Linked DNA regions of Rattus norvegicus: region 2 is linked to region 1. Evidence: chromatin contacts called from public Hi-C data. All regions are on one chromosome and are shown on one strand. The core of a region is the stretch at or near the end of the contact, and the rest is flanking DNA. Distances in the headings are between cores, read along the strand shown.

Region 1 (7,557 bases), core at 1,554-4,053:
AATATTCCTCACAAATGCTTCCAAACCATCACAGAGACTGGAAGCTGGCCAGGTGGAAAAGCAATCTATTCTTTTTAGGAATCTAGACTTTTCCTATCATCAATGTGGAAGACATTGTTAAAAGCTAATGGTAGTTTTCCACCATACACACGTGGTACACATATTCACATGCAGGCAAAACACCAAACACATTAAACAAACAAATCAACCTGAGTGCACACTAGGAATGGGGGCTTTCTGGAATCCTTGTGAAATTCCTGTATTGAGTCCAGGTTGAAAATTATTGCTTTTAGAGATGGCATTTACGATGGCTGGAGCCTGAGTGAACAGAACTGACGGGCTAGTACAATGTGAGGACGGAGTACAGAAGGCACACTTCCATCCTTACCTCAAACATAGCCATTTCAGTTTGCCATTGAGTACCCTAAACCCACGTAAAGAGGCACCTCTCGGCATCACCAGCACAGGGGATGCTGGCTCCACTCCATGGAGGGGTCTGACACTTAGAGGGATCTCAAGTGATACATCAATAAAATTGCTAAAGACCTAGGAGGGAACTACGTGTCCTCTAGTTTAGATGCTCCCCGAAACACGAGACTGAACACAGGGCGTAGTGACGTCTCAAGTGTTCAGGAGGCTGAGGTGGGAGGACCGCCTGTGCCAAGGAGTTCAAGGACAACTTGGACAGCACAGCAATACCCCATCTCAAAAATAAAATAAGCAGAAAAGTAAATAAAAATGAAAATAATGGAGACATGAAGTGTTGAATGTAGGCTCCCTACTCAGGGCAAGAGTCAACAAGCTAGCTATTGTATTGGTCCTGTGATCCCGGTGACTCCTGACACAGCCTCTCCTACCACTGCACTCCAGAAGATGCCTGCTCCCTCTCATGAGAGTTAAAGCACTGGGTATAGGTGAAATTTATCCCTGTCCCCGATTCTCAGGGAGCTCAGCCAGCTCCCTAAGCTGAAAAGAATTAGATCAACTCAAGGACTGATTAAGGGAACAAGAATAATAGACAATATGTGAAATTAATCCTGGTTACTTATATTTTCTGCTTATCTGCTCCAGCTCTCCAGCTCTCCCGATTAGTCCGTTAATTTCCATCTGTTACTGGAAGGCACTTCACCGTTCGTTGTGTGGGCTGTTTCTTGAGGGTGGGCTGTGCCTGAAGTACATGCAGGTGGGAAGTCTGAGATGAAGCCAACGCCTCGGCTCCTGCTAGATGCTGCTCACCGTTAGCACACAGTTATCAGGGCACACTCGTCTGAGTACTTACCTTTTAGCCTTTTCCAGAAAAGCCACTAATGAGTTAATTCTAAAGACAGTCTATTAAAATGTCCCTATAGTTGGAATAAGCTTTGGAACTGGCTTTAGAAGGAGCCTCGAGAGGTTTACAGAATTTCTCAAAGAACTTCCTGAGTTCAGCCATCACTGGAGGCCCCTACTCTCCTTGCCTTCCAGTCTGGGAGTCTCCGCTGCCCTCCCTCCTCACTGGTCCTCACTGCCTCCTGCCACATCAGTTCAGGTCTTTCTTGTAACACTGGGGCAGTTACAGAAGGGCAGAGGCAGACTTGAATACCTCATTCAATTCTCTTCTGGCTGTTTCCTTCCTACCTGCTGGGAGTCCAGATCTGCACCCATGCTGCATTAAACCATAACCTGAAAACTCTAAATCTGTGAATTTTAATCTCTTCTCTGTCCCTCTGTCTATAATGATGATTTCCCAATGTTCATTACTTTTTAAAAACCGAGAGGCACTGGAGAGCCTGGGCTGTGTGTTTTACAGCAGGTCGGGCCACATAATGAGTTTGAGGCCAGTTTGGCGCCAACAGAGTAAGACCCCTATTTCAAATAAAGAAAAATAAAGCAACAGCAAAAAAGAAACATCCTCTGCAGAAACCTGAGGTAAGATAGTCATGGCACTAGCCTGCTTTAAATTTCCTATGGTTAGACAAATCTGCATCAAAGACATTTCTATTGAGCTAGGATTCTGTTCTGAATGTAAGAGCACCTGTACACATACAATAAAGCAGGGATTACCCATCTGGAAAGAATGGGGACAAGAAGCGGGTGAAGAACATAGAGATATTGGTAAACCTCTTGGAGGGAGCCTGGAGAAACAAAGCCAGCCAAATGCTACTGGCTACAAAAGGGGCAACCACAAAGCCAATACGTTTCCCACGGTGGTTTACAAGAGGTGCTGAGCCTGAACCTGGAGATCCACCACAGTCTCACTGTGTCACAGCAGTAAAGTTGACATTCCAGCTGCCTCATGGTGTTCATGCTCCCACCACAGATGAGTCCAGGTAGCTCAAGACAAAGAACTTTCTTCTTTCTAGATAGTGTTGGTTTCATTGATGCACCTTCTTATGTTAGAACTACTTAAGTGTCAACAAAGATGCGTTTCCCATACAACAGAGCTCTTCCCAGGTTACCATATATACAATCTTTAAGGAGCAAGTTGAGCATATAAATCTGTCAAGTCTAGAATATTCTTATTGAGTCCTACAAATGGTGGAGAACAACAGTATCCCAGTTCTTACTAACATTAGCTGCTTTGTTCCTCCTCATGGTCTCAGAGAGTATTCATAATCTTCACATCCTTACAAAATATTCAGACTCTTCAATGAAGTGAGTTTCCCACATTGTGGAAACACCCACACAGCAAACTGTAACAGTGAATGAAATGGATTATAGTCAAGTCTTTGGCAACACTCTTGATGCCAAGGCCCTGCTCTGGTGGGCAGCTTTCTCTTTAAACCTATGCCCAAACATTTAACCCAGCAAACATACTCTGAGTCATACAGGAACTGTTGAGTAGTTGATCACAGCATTTTCTGTGTGGGAGCAGACGGCTATGAAGACAATGATAGTCCCTTGGCTGAAATGTCAGGGGCATTTTGGGGGGGGGGGGATGAACTAAGAGAGAACATCCTCAGTCTAACACTGCAAATTTCTACTAGACCAAGGCACTTATGCAAGACCGACCTTGGGAGAGCCTGCCTGCTCTCCCCAGCCACCTTTACTCTGGCACAGCATGCTATTCAGCCTGCTGCTCTTACTGGGAGCAACACTCAATTCACATTAGTTTTCCAGAAGCTACTCATCCGAGGGAGGCTAACACAAAGGGGGTCAACTTGGATACCAGGACAATTGCAGCCAGAGACAGGAGGAATGAAGTCAAAGAGACCAGAGAAGAGGCTCCCAGTACTGAAAACCATATCTATGGATCTATCCATCCATCCATCCATCCATCCATCCATCCATCCATCCATCCATCCATCCATCATGTATGTATTACAACATCCATATCTTTTTTCTATCATCTATCTATCTATCTATCTATCTATCTATCTATCTATCTATCTATCTATCTATCTATCTATCATCCTTTTAGACAGGGTTTCTTTGTGTATTGCAATTAGCTTTGTAGACAAGACTGGCCTTGAGCTTGTCCACCTGCCTCTGATTCCTGAGTTCTGAGATTAAAGGCGTGTACCACCACCACCTGGCTATATTTTATTTTTAACATAGACTGATTTGCATGTGTGTAAGTGCACATTTGTGTGCGCAGAGGTTAGATGACAACCTATGTCATTCCTAAGGGATTGAGCAGTCTACCTGCTTTGTTTTGTGCTTGGGACAGAGCCTTTCATTGGCCTGGAACTCACTGAGTAGGCTACACTGGCTGGCTAGTGAGCTACAGAGCTCTGTCTCTGCTTCCCCTGGGCAAGGTTACCACAATGCTCAGCATTTCACAGATGGGTTATGGGGACTGAACACATGTTCTTGTGCCTGGACTACCACTGGGCGATCTCTGGAGCACCTTAAGAACACATACACACACATACCTAACAAATATACTTACAGTGTGTGCATATGTATGTGGTACACGTGTGTATGAGGATGTGATCATACGCATAGCATGTATATGTGAAGAGGAAGAAATTGCAACTCTACACTGGTTGTTCTCTGCCTTATTCCATATGGAGTCACTCACTGAATCTGGAGCTTGTCAGTTTTTGGCAAGGCTGGTGGCTAGAAAACCCCACAATTGGTGCTGGGATTAGAGGGCCACGTTGCCACAACAAGGTTTGTCCATGGTTGCTGGGAAACTGGATTCACATCCTGTGTTGGTGCAGCTATCTTGTTCATACCCTGAAACTGGATTTCAACAGCCTTCAATCACAAATACAAGGAATAGGGAGATGACCTTTGGTGACCATATGTATCACAACCAAAGCAGGCAATGGCTTTTGATTACAGAGAGAGAGGTAGAGCTGAGGGGATCCTCTGAGGACATGAGAAGGTCTCCTCAATGACCCTCCCCTTCTCTCTTCAGGGTAAGGAGGAACCAATGACCCATGACAGACAGGCAGTGAGCAAATCCTTTTACTTTTGAAGAATGGGGGCTATATATCCCTTCATCGTTCGGTGAGAAACCCATCTTTACTTTGAAAGAAGGAAGTCCTGAGAAAATGGGATCTCCATCTCCCTAGGCACTTCTGGCTGAGGGATGGCTAGGGGTACTAGGAGCTGAGAAGGTCCTTCAGGTCCAGGCATTCAGTATGTAATTAATTACTCAGCTAGAAAAACACCTTGTGATCCTCTGTAACAGCTGGTCACAGAGAACGTTCAGTGACTAGTGTTCAACATGCTGAGTTAGTGGCACTGAGGCTTTTGCTTACCTGACTCTTGGCCACAAGGCAAGACATTACTGAAGACATTCAGATTTTCCCTCTTTATTTTTCTCTTACACTGTATGTATGTACACATGTATGTATGTACGTACACATGCACATCATGGCACTGTGCCAGTGGATGTCAGAGAACAACTTGCAGAAGTCCCAAAGATCAAGCTGAGCTCACTAGGCTTGGTGCCATGTGTCTCTACCCACTAACACCCCCCACCCCCGTGTGTGTGTGTGGCTTTGGCTATCATTGAACTTACTCTGTAGACCAGGCTGGTCTCGAACTTGGAGATCTACCTCCTTATGCCTCCTGAGTGATGGGTGATGCACTATTACCTCTTGGCATTTTTTCTCTTGAGAATAGGTCTTCTTTTGTACCTCAGGGTGTCTTTGAACTTGTGATACTACTGCCTTCCGCTTTCTAGTAGCTAGGTTATAGGCTCATGATAGTGCACATATTTATAAGCATCGCCTTTTAATGCTGGCTCTTTCTTTCAAAGCTTGTCCCCAGCATTCACTCTGTTAAGAGTACTGAATAACTGAACACACTGTGAGGGTAAAATTCTAAATGGCTCCCTGAAGGAGGCTTCAAGAGTCAACAAGCCATCATAAGAGAGACACTGCTCATGCCTTGTACAAGAGGGAAACCCTCGTCTTCATGGACATTTACTATGGACACCACCTTCCACTGGGGCAGTGACTTGATGCCTATTGAGTCAATCAGTGCTAATAATTCTGAAGAGACAGGGTTACAGTTTAGCCTTTCTATTGTTCTATACTTTGGCAAAATCTTTATTCTTGAAACTGATGGGGACATCTGCCAACTCTGGGTCTAATTAGCACCTGTCCCACCTCGGATGCTGGCTGCATCGCTTTCACCCCAACTCAGCCGCTTTAAAGAAGCAACCGCAGTGGTTCCACTACAAAATGGTGCAAGAGCCACCTAAAGGGTGGGAGGTCTTCATAAATGGACAGGAAACAGAAGATGAATATTGGGCGGATGACAGACCCCTTCACTGGCCTTCAAAATACAAGCTGTTCTATTAGACATAGGGCCATTATGCTGGCTGGCCATCCACTTTAAACCCCACAGTGATTAAAATGCTGGCAGGAAATGAAAGCTCTCTATTGAAGGTCCTTCCCTGAGGTCCTAATTTCAAACCAACTTTTACAGCACCGCACAGGAACAAAGGGAGCCCAGTCCTCTCAGTCCTCTCTTTGTCACATTGGACAAAGACACCCCCTCATACTCCTCAAAGAACAATGGCCTCTGTAGAACCATAGCCATGCCAAGAATGGGCACAAACCACACAGCAACACATTTTAAAAATACATTTTACACTGCCCTTGACATTTCAGATAAATAGAAACCACGGCGTTGAAATTCCAAGTATCCCATCCTTTCCCTCCACCCTTCGTCTTTATAATGAGAATTTTCCTATTTTCCCAATCTACTTGATCTTTGGCATTCTGGCCTCTGTGGCTGGAGGACACAGACGAGTAGTCAAATAAATGAATTATTCAGATAATTATATTTTATTAAATAATCACTGTAACTGAGACAATCGTATGGTTTTCAGTAAGGAGACAAGGTCGCCTCCAAACCTTTTAAAACTGAAGTTGCTCTGGGGCCATCTGTACCCCACAGCATAGTGTAAGGAGGGCAGGAAAACATGCTTATCGGAATGGAATTTTCTTTCTCTTCTAGCTGTTGTTTCAGGGTGGCCTTTTATTGTTGTTAATTTTTTCCCTGCTTCCTCCCTAAACAGCTTTTGGGTTTTTACTCAACCATTCCAGACTCACTCTTCTACACAGGCGATGTTTACTTGGGGTTGGCAAGCTGAGAACAGCTGCTGGTTTCCAAGGGATGGAACTCGAGCCCATATGTTTAACACGGCTGCAGTCTTGAAGGTGAGGTATTACTCAGGGGTGTCCCTTGTTGAAACTGCACATTAAACATCCAAAGGATCTGGGGTACACGAGATGTCGTGTGGTTTTTCTCTGCTGTTTCTTTCTGTTTCTTTTAGCACTTTGTCTGGAGTAACAAAGCTGCTCTTGGTCCACTTCCTTCAGATGTGTGCCAGAGTCTGCAGAGAGACCTCAGTGGGCTGACAAGGTCGCTGCTTCAGGGACAGCTACATTTTAAACAGGAAAAGATAGTTACATGCACTTTTCCTGTATAATCTGTTTGGGAACAAAATTTGTCTGAAGCCCTCTCTAGGGAATATCAACAACATGAATACCCGTTTTCCCCAAAGAAGCATGGGCTCAAGATAGGTTCTCTCTCGATGGTTCAGGGGTTGAAGCACTTGCTGAGCAAGCCTGAGGACCCAAGTTAAACCCCGGAATCCCACAGGAGCGGGGGAATATCTGACTCTTCTGAGCTTTATGAGTGTGTCTGAATATGCAAGTCTAAGAATTCAATGAATGAATTAATGTATGTACGTACATATGTTCAGTTGGTTTTCATGAAACAGGGTTTCTCTGTATAGCCCAAACTGTCACAAAACTCACTCTATAGACCAAGCTGTTGTCAAATTCAGAGATCTGCCTGCCTCTGCTGCCCAAGTGCTGGGATTAAAGGCATGTGCCACCACTGCCTCACTCAAGTTAATAACGTTTTTACAAAACTAGTTTTAAAAGCATCTTATTTATTTAATTTATGTGTATGGATGTTTTGCCTACATGTATATTTGTGTACTGGGTACTGCATGCATGCCATGTGTTTGTGGAGGCCGGAAAAGGGCACTAAATCCCTTAGAACTGGAGTTAGGGATGGCTGTGAGCTGCCATGTAGGTGCTGGGAACTGGGATCCCCTGGACGAGCAGCCAGTGCTCTAACCACCCAGCCACCCAGCCACCT
Region 2 (7,557 bases), core at 2,676-5,175, 150 kb before region 1:
AAAAATAAACAAACGAGCGCATATAGAATCTAACGAATTCACTTGTTTCCACACAGAGCTAAGACACTCTATACAATGTACCTGGCCAGGCAGACACCTAGTTTATAAAGACACAACCAAAGACACTGGGACCTTCTCATTTAATCCAAGGCGATCTATGAGGGCCATTTCAGCTAAGGAGAATTCTCCCAGCCTCTCCCAAAGGACCTAGGGCCTGGATGGACTCAGACAAGTGGCTTAGAGGAGCTCGCCAGGGGCTGTGCCACCTGTCCCACTCTTTGGCTCCCTTGGAGAGTAAAAATTGGACCCTGAGTTCCTAGCATCTGTAGAGCTTGGGCAGATTGCCCCAGGCGCCCTCTTTTCATTTAGATTCCCAGTCCTGAGCCAAGAAATGAAGGAATAAAATGTAAAAATGTCAGCGGGAGCCTGAGTCTCTACTAATTGCTAAGTAAACATCTCCACTCCAACTCCGGCCCAGCTGTTTGAGTGCCTCAGGGGAGTGTGTCTGTGTGGGTATGAGGGGGAGCCCGGGGGATTTATGTGGGTGCTGCTCTTCTGAATCTGAGTGGGCGGTGAGTACTTGAAGCTCTCTGCGATGCTGCTGCTACCAGGTGGGTTTGAAGGGAGGGTTGGAGACTGTAAATATTGGGGGGGGGATGTAGATGGATGCAGGGGCCAAGTCCACTCCCCCCTACCCCCAGCACACCTTGTCATTCTGGTAGGCAGTGACAGCGATGAAGTCAGTCTCTGGGAAGACATAGGTGCGAAAGGTACTGTATGGGAGCTTCAAGATGTCGTTGGCTCGCACGATGTGGAAGCGCGGCTGGTACTTGTGCATGGAGTTCAGGATGGTCTGTGAGGAGCAAGAGGTTCAGCCTGCAGTTCCCTGCCCTAGGCCTAAAGCTTTCTGCTATTGGACTGATCTCTCTCTCTCTCTCTCTCTCTCTCTCTCTCTCTCTCTCTCTCTCTCTCTTGTTTTTTTTTTTGTTCATTTGTTCACCTGCACTTCATTTTATATTTTCTCATGCTCCCCCCCCCCCTTTTCACAGCTACTCTTTCTTTCTCTTACAACTCCCAGTTGGAAAAAGAAATGAAACAAAACAGAAACAAACAAATAAAATCCATCCCCATTCGTTGACCTCACTTTTCCCTGGCATTACTGGGTCCTGAGATACTAAGGAAAGAAAGTGTGTGTGTGTGTGTGTGTGTGTGTGTGTGTGTGTGTGTGTGTGGTGTGTATTGTGTGTGTATTGTGGTGTGTGTGTGTGTGTGTGTGTGTGTGTGTGTGTGTGTGTGTGTAGGGGTGCTTAAGGGCTAGCTATAATGCACTAGGAGATTCTCTTTGCCCAAGGAACTCCCTAGCACTTGCTAGGACCTTGGCTCAGTCAGAAATGGGGAGTCCCTCCTTATTTTCCATGCCTGGGCATCCGCCTTAATGGAGGGAAGATCTCCCGAAGGCTGGATGAGGGCAGATTTAATTTCTGGATTTCCTAATGGTAGTAAAGGTTAGCTACAGGAGGAAGCCATGGCAGGTTGTCCAAACCCTGGGTCTACACATCCTCAGCAGGGTGACCTCCACAGGACCCAGGGCAGCTTGACCCATTAACACTTGCCTCTTGACTCTAGGAGGGGCTCTCAAAATTCTGTCAGAAATTAACTGAGGTTGAGAGCAGCCTGGAGCTTTCCACAAACTGTCTACATACTTTTCCTCAGGCTTGCAGAACAGGACTCTGGAAGCCTAGGCCCAGCTTACCTGGGCCACAGAGCAGTGACTCAGACAGGGCCGCTCCAGGGGTTCAACCGATGATTCCCTCCTGAAATCCTCTAGCCTCCTTCTACCCACTCAACTGCACCCGGGTTCTCACTGTCTTCCCAACCTGCCCACACTCACGAAGCCATGCTTGTCAGAAATGTTGTTGGTTAGCTTCAGTTTGTGGAAGGCCACGGGCTTGGCCATCCACTGCTCCCCCGTGGCCGGACTGTCCGGGTGGATGTACATGCGTTTAGGCATCTCGGGGTCGGCTTTGCCTGCCACCATCCATCTCGAGTTGTGAAACTTATATCGGCAGTCATCGGCAGCCACAATGTCCATCAGCAGGATGTACTTGGCCTTCTTGTCCAGGCCGCTGACTCGCACCTTGAAGGGGGGGAACATCCGCCTCGGAGGGAGGGAAGGGGGATATGCCATTGGGACCCGGGTCTTCTTGGCCCCTTTGCCTTCCCCGTGGTGTGACACCCTGCCTGAAGTCTCCCCATCTATGTTCCCCATCTATGTCCTCTACTTGTGCTGTGCTCCTAGTGCTACCAGGAAGACCCGACCTGTGTTTGTTACTCCCGAAACATCTCCTTTCTGCCGGCCAGACCCTGTTTTGTAAAGTCTTGGATTAGTTTTGCACTCAGATCTGGGAACCTTTCCTCCACTCTGATCCGAGATGAGGGTTGATGCCCAGGAAAGGAAACTAGGCCCTTTAGAGATACCCTGGGTTTTTCTGAATGGCCCAGAGATTCGTAGAGAGGAAATAAACTATTGGGACAGGCTCAAAGAAATAAACTAGCAAGGTCTTTGTCTGGGGAAACGATTTAGAACCTTAATCAGGGAACCTTAGCCTAGAATTTCGGGGGAACAGGGTGAACCCGAGGCCTGGACTTTCAGTGCTGGGAGGATTGGGGATTGTGTTTTTCTCCTGGCTTTAAGGCCTCAAGAGGTGACTGGTCCAGAGCTCCAAGCTCCAAGGACAAGCAAGATTCTCTCCAAGGCCTAGCTGTGGGCTCAACAACTCTCTGCCAGAATCAAGTGGTCGGTCTGGAGCTAGCAGGAGTCGGGATGCTAGTCACATTATGGACTCCGGTGATCGGTGGAGAATCCGGGTAAGGTTCCTTCTCTTAGGAACTCGGAGACCGACCGGGATACAGAAAAGCGAGACCGCAAGGGGCGGAGGAGCCCCTCCAGAGTCGAGCCACAGAGGCTTTGAGACTCAGAAAGGTTAGGAATATTCTTTAGGAGAGTGTTTTCGTTTTATTTCAATCGAGAGGTGTTTGCTTTTCTTTTTCTTTTTTAATTCGCTCCGGAGTCAAACGAAAAAAAAAAAGTCAGTTTGCTTGTCTGTGGAGAAGAGCGTGGCGCCAGGGCCGGAGCGTGGAGAGCCTAGAGTGCATCGGCCCAGTGCTGGTGGGTGCTGTCCGATCCCCGAGCCCTCCCGCCCGCCGGTCTCCCGGCCACCCTACCTCCCGGACTTGGTGATGACCATCTCGGTGCCCAGCTTGTGGAACTGGTCCCACAGCTCCTTGGCCTCCAGCGTCACCTTGGGGTCGTCCTCCACCTCGTCCTCGGGTTCCAGGCTCTTGAGCGAGCGCAGATGCGCGGCGGGCGGGTGCGGGCCGAGTGCCGAGACGTGCAGCCCCGCCTCGGCTGCCGCCGCCGCCGCTGCAGCCGCGGCCGCCGCCCCCGCCAGGCCCGGGTCGGGCAGAGGCTTGGCCAGCGCGCCGGGCGGCAGCGCTAGCGCCGGGAAGAAGGAGGGCTGCGCTGCCGCCAGGAAGGCGGACATGGGGAAGTCGGCGGGCCGTGGCGCGTGGAACGGATGGTAAGCCATGGCGCTGGCTGCCAGCGCCGGCTCTCTCATCGGGACATCCGGCCCAGGCACCCGGGAGCCGGGGCCGGGGCCGGGGGCGCGCGCCTCGGACCCCCGGCCCGGGCGGCGGCGCGCGCGGAGGACAGACGGCCCGGGCGGCGGGCGCGGCAGCGGCTTCTCCCGGCTCCCCGTCCCGCGCACCTCAAGGGGCGCGGGGCTCTGGACGCGGGGGCGGAGGGGGCTCTGCGCGGGGCTGGGCTGGGCTGGCCGACTCCGGCGCCGGGGACCACGCGCGACTGGTTAGATCTTGTCCTGATCTCTGGAAAACTGTGACTATCTCACATGTCCTGCCCTGTTCGGATCCCCTGCGCTAACGAGCCAGGCCCCCCTTGATTGCTGATTTTACGCTTTTTGGACCAATTGTGGGTCTCCGGGGGCGGGGTTTTGACAGCTCAGGCCAAGCTCTGGACGGGAGGGGGGGCCAGGGAGAAGGTGTCGGAAGCCTCAGCAGTAAGAAAACATGTCAACAGAATAAAATATTAACCAATGACGGGCCGGCGGGCCCCGAGACCCCTCCCCCTGGCCTGGCCCCCACCTCGTCGTCCGCGCCGGCCGCTGCCTGGGCGAGGGCTGGAAAGCGCAGAGGGCCGATCTGACCCGCCGAAAGGGCCTGAGGCAGGGGGCGCCCGGATCCCAGGGCCTTGGGGAAGGACCCCTAGCCGCATGCCGGCCCCAAGTGCAAAGCATTGACACGTTCGGGAGAGGAGAGGGGGCGCCCTTTCCCTCCCGCGCCGGGAGTCCCGGCCGCTTTGGCCTGCGCCCCAGCCTGGCCTCCCACCCCACTCCCGGTCACCGCCCCGGGTCCATGCACTTCGGAGGGAGGCTGCGGGCACTGGAAAGCGAGGCCGGTGGGCGGGCAAGTCAGGAGGCTCGGGCGACCGAGGTCCCGGAGCCGAAATCAGGTGGCCGGAGCCGGTGAGTGGGGAGCCACGGCAGAACCCTGATGGGGCCGGCACGGGCGGGAGCGGGACGCGGCCTTGCACTGGAGAAATGAAGGGACCCCCCCCTCCTCACCTGCTCCTCCCCTCATAGACTCAGGAACTGGGGTTACAGGCAGGCCGGCATTTAGCCTAAAGTAGGTATGTGTCAGGTCCTAAGTCAAAACCTTCTGGCGAGTTGGGGAATGGATCCTTGGGGCCAGATAGGTGAGCGCACCTTCTACAGAGCCCAAGGCGGTACCGCGCTAGCCGATCCTAGAACTCAGATTCTCCACACGCGCCAGAACGAATTTTCGCCGCATCCGGTATTGGAGATGCAAGCTTATCTCTTCCTAAACACTGGCATCTTTCCTTCACCTCCAGTTACTTCTCTAGAGTTTGTTTCCGTCTTTTGGAAGCTCAAGGCCCCCTAGTTCAGGAATGCTGAGTAATGCGGGTGGGAATCGAGGTGTCTGCCAGCATGTGTGAACACCCCTTTCGACAATCAGTCTTCGTTTGCTCTCTGGCAACGGCCCCAATGCATCTTCGTGTGTGTGTGTGTGTGTGTGTGTGTGTGTGTGTGTGTGTGTGTGTGTGTGTATTTTGTGTCCAGTGTGGTGCCCTCCGTACACATTGAGAGCCATAATCAGGTGTGTCCAGAGTAAAAAGATCATACACTTGCCCATTTATGGCTGGTGCTCCGACCCTTGTGCTTGTTGGGGAGGGGAGGCAGGGTATGCACTAGCCACAGTGGACCCTCCCACCCACCCAACCAGTATAAGCAAATTCTGCCCTGTGCTCGCATGGTGGGTGCCCTGTGCTCGCTCATCAGTGGCCCAGGCAGCTCGCCCCTCTGCTACGTACACCAGGTCTCCGGGCACTTGGTAGCTGACCGCCCAGAAAGGCGTTTAAAAGCTAGTCGCCCCCGGCAGTACGGGGTTGAAACCAGCAGGAGTCGTTTGGCCTCCACGACCTTTTTTCCTATACATCTGAGCCAACCACCAGGAGCTTGTAATTCTTCATAGCCCTGTGCGCGCCTGCCCCACTAGGTTTTTCTTCAGGACCTTACTCTTGGCTAGGTCGCTTTTTCTCATTTTTTTCTCTGCCCATAATGAATCTTCAGCTCTAGTTCGCAGCTGGTGTGAGATCCATGGCAGCTTTGCATTGGTTCCAATTTAGACAGGATGTGGCTCCTCCAGGAGATAGGTGTCTGAACAACACACTTAGGCAGTTAGTGAGGCGAACAACAACAACAACAACAACAACAAAGTCAGGTCAGCTTTCCGAATTAGTTGTGTGTGTGGGATCAGGCACTTTAGTACCTTGTAAAAATGTGTATGTATTGAAGTATGTATGTATTTTTGGACATTTTTCCTGGATAGCATACTGTAGCTGGTCTACCCGTTTAGGCCCGAGATTTGAAACACGAAGGTCTGAATTATTGGTCCTCGAAACCGGGCAGCTGTCGCCCAGTGGCTACATTAGGGGATCTGAATCCCACTTAAGTTAAGGACCTGACCTGCGACTGGTCAGACACTTTTTCCCTGCCTCCCCGGCAGGTTGGGATTCCACCAACCGCTCCAGCCCACCACCACACAGTCACCTGGAGAACCTGCCTTAGCCACTCTTAAGATTCTTTATCGACCCATCCCCAAACTTTCTTAGAATATCCTTGGATCATCGAAAACTGGCGCTGGGGCGGCCCAAGCAGCCTCTTGAGCGGCGCCTTGCGGCCCGCAGCTCCTGCTCCGCCCTACCCCCGCCTGGGTCTACCCCCCACTCCTCTCCCCTTCTCAGGAACAGGCGCCCCTGGGGGAGTCCCCCGGGCAGAGTGTGCGTGTCTCTTTAAGAGGCCCCGGGGGGCGCCTCGCGGGCCGCCCGGGGCTGGAGGGGGAGGGCACGGGCGAGGGCGCCTGGCGCCAGGCGGCCGAGGCTCCACAACAAAGCTCCGGCCCCTGTCACTTCGCATCGGCCGGGACCCGCAGACGGGTGGGGGACGCGCGCTCTGCCGCCCCTCCCTCTCCCAGGCAGTCCTGGGCCGGGGCGTCGGGCAGGCGCTGGCTTCGCGGTTCCAGGCCCCTTTCACGTGGTTCTTAGTCTTAGCTTCCCGCAACCAAACCGAGCACCAGTAGCCCGGGCCAGAGGGGACTGCGTTCCCAAGCCTGGCAGGGCTGCCGGGTTCATCTTTTGGCCGGGTTACATCGAGAATGGTCTCGCATAGGTCCCTGTAGGTATCTGCACGCATGACCCGCGTGGAGTGGATGCGGGAATGCTGGGGGATGTGTGGTCCTGTGGCAGAGTTGAATGAGGGGCACGTGAGCGCCAAAAACTGGGCACTAAGCACGCCTTGACATATGAATGTGTCTGGAAAAAGCTGGGGTGACATGAGTGGCCCTATGCGTCGGACAAGTGGTCGGTAGAAGACACTAGGCGCATTCGTTGTTTCCATCCATGGCTTCTCCACCGGACCCGCGCCTCTTGGAGCCTTGGCGCCAGCTAGCCCGGTTAAGCAGTAGGGCTGGGCTCCCCCGCGGTCCTGGGTCTGGCCAGGCTGGGGGCCGCGGCCTCGGTGACCCCAGCCCCCGGCGGCCCAGCCTATCCCGTCCACTTAAACAAATTGCGGCTGACAGGCGCGCAGTCTCCTTGGAGCCGCAGCTCGCCGGTCGCCTCTCTCGTCCCAATTACCCAGCGCAGGGTCTGGCCAACAAGCTGGGGTGTGGCAGGCAACGCGGGAAGAGTGGGCTGCCGGACCTTCCTTCTGGTCACGGTGTGGCCCTAGTCTGGTGCCAGGACCAGCCGCGGGGCCACTTCCTTGTCAGCCTCTGGGAAGCATTGGAACTGTTACCTCCTGTGTGGCCCACTGCCTGCCTGCTTTCCAGATTGATACGAAGGCGAAGGCGAGGCCCAGCTAAGCTGTCTCTGCCAGGGACAGAGTTGCTCCGGTGGGCGGGCATCTCTTTGCGTATTGAGACATCACGCGGTTAGGAACATAGGTTATGTTCTTGTTGATT

Evidence for each region. A called contact is a pair of places that touch in the nucleus more often than the background predicts.
Region 2: a contact with region 1 is called in a Hi-C map of Schwann cells, with 5 times the contacts expected there. The contact joins the promoter of Tbx2 here to the enhancer-like site in region 1. A contact is called at or near these places in 2 of 12 Hi-C or Micro-C datasets (Schwann cells and hepatocytes).

Annotation. Positions count from the first base shown.
Region 1 is chr10:71,020,692-71,028,248 of GRCr8, reverse strand. The region is part of intron 24 of Bcas3 (BCAS3, microtubule associated cell migration factor); the gene reads right to left. The region is part of intron 1 of LOC134480843 (large ribosomal subunit protein eL21-like); the gene reads left to right. Among named protein-coding and RNA genes, the nearest start is that of Tbx2, 150 kb to the left of the region's middle. Within about 2 kb of position 2,803, at least 2 of the 93 cell types and tissues checked have an H3K27ac peak or open chromatin away from gene starts, as enhancers often do. A contact at or near this core is called in Schwann cells, where this site is marked.
Region 2 is chr10:71,173,450-71,181,006 of GRCr8, reverse strand. Tbx2 (T-box transcription factor 2) reads right to left here and starts at 3,925. Exons shown (of 7, transcript NM_001401806.1): 1 at 3,226-3,925; 2 at 1,892-2,159; 3 at 707-853. The coding sequence starts at 3,620. The region is part of intron 1 of LOC134480843 (large ribosomal subunit protein eL21-like); the gene reads left to right.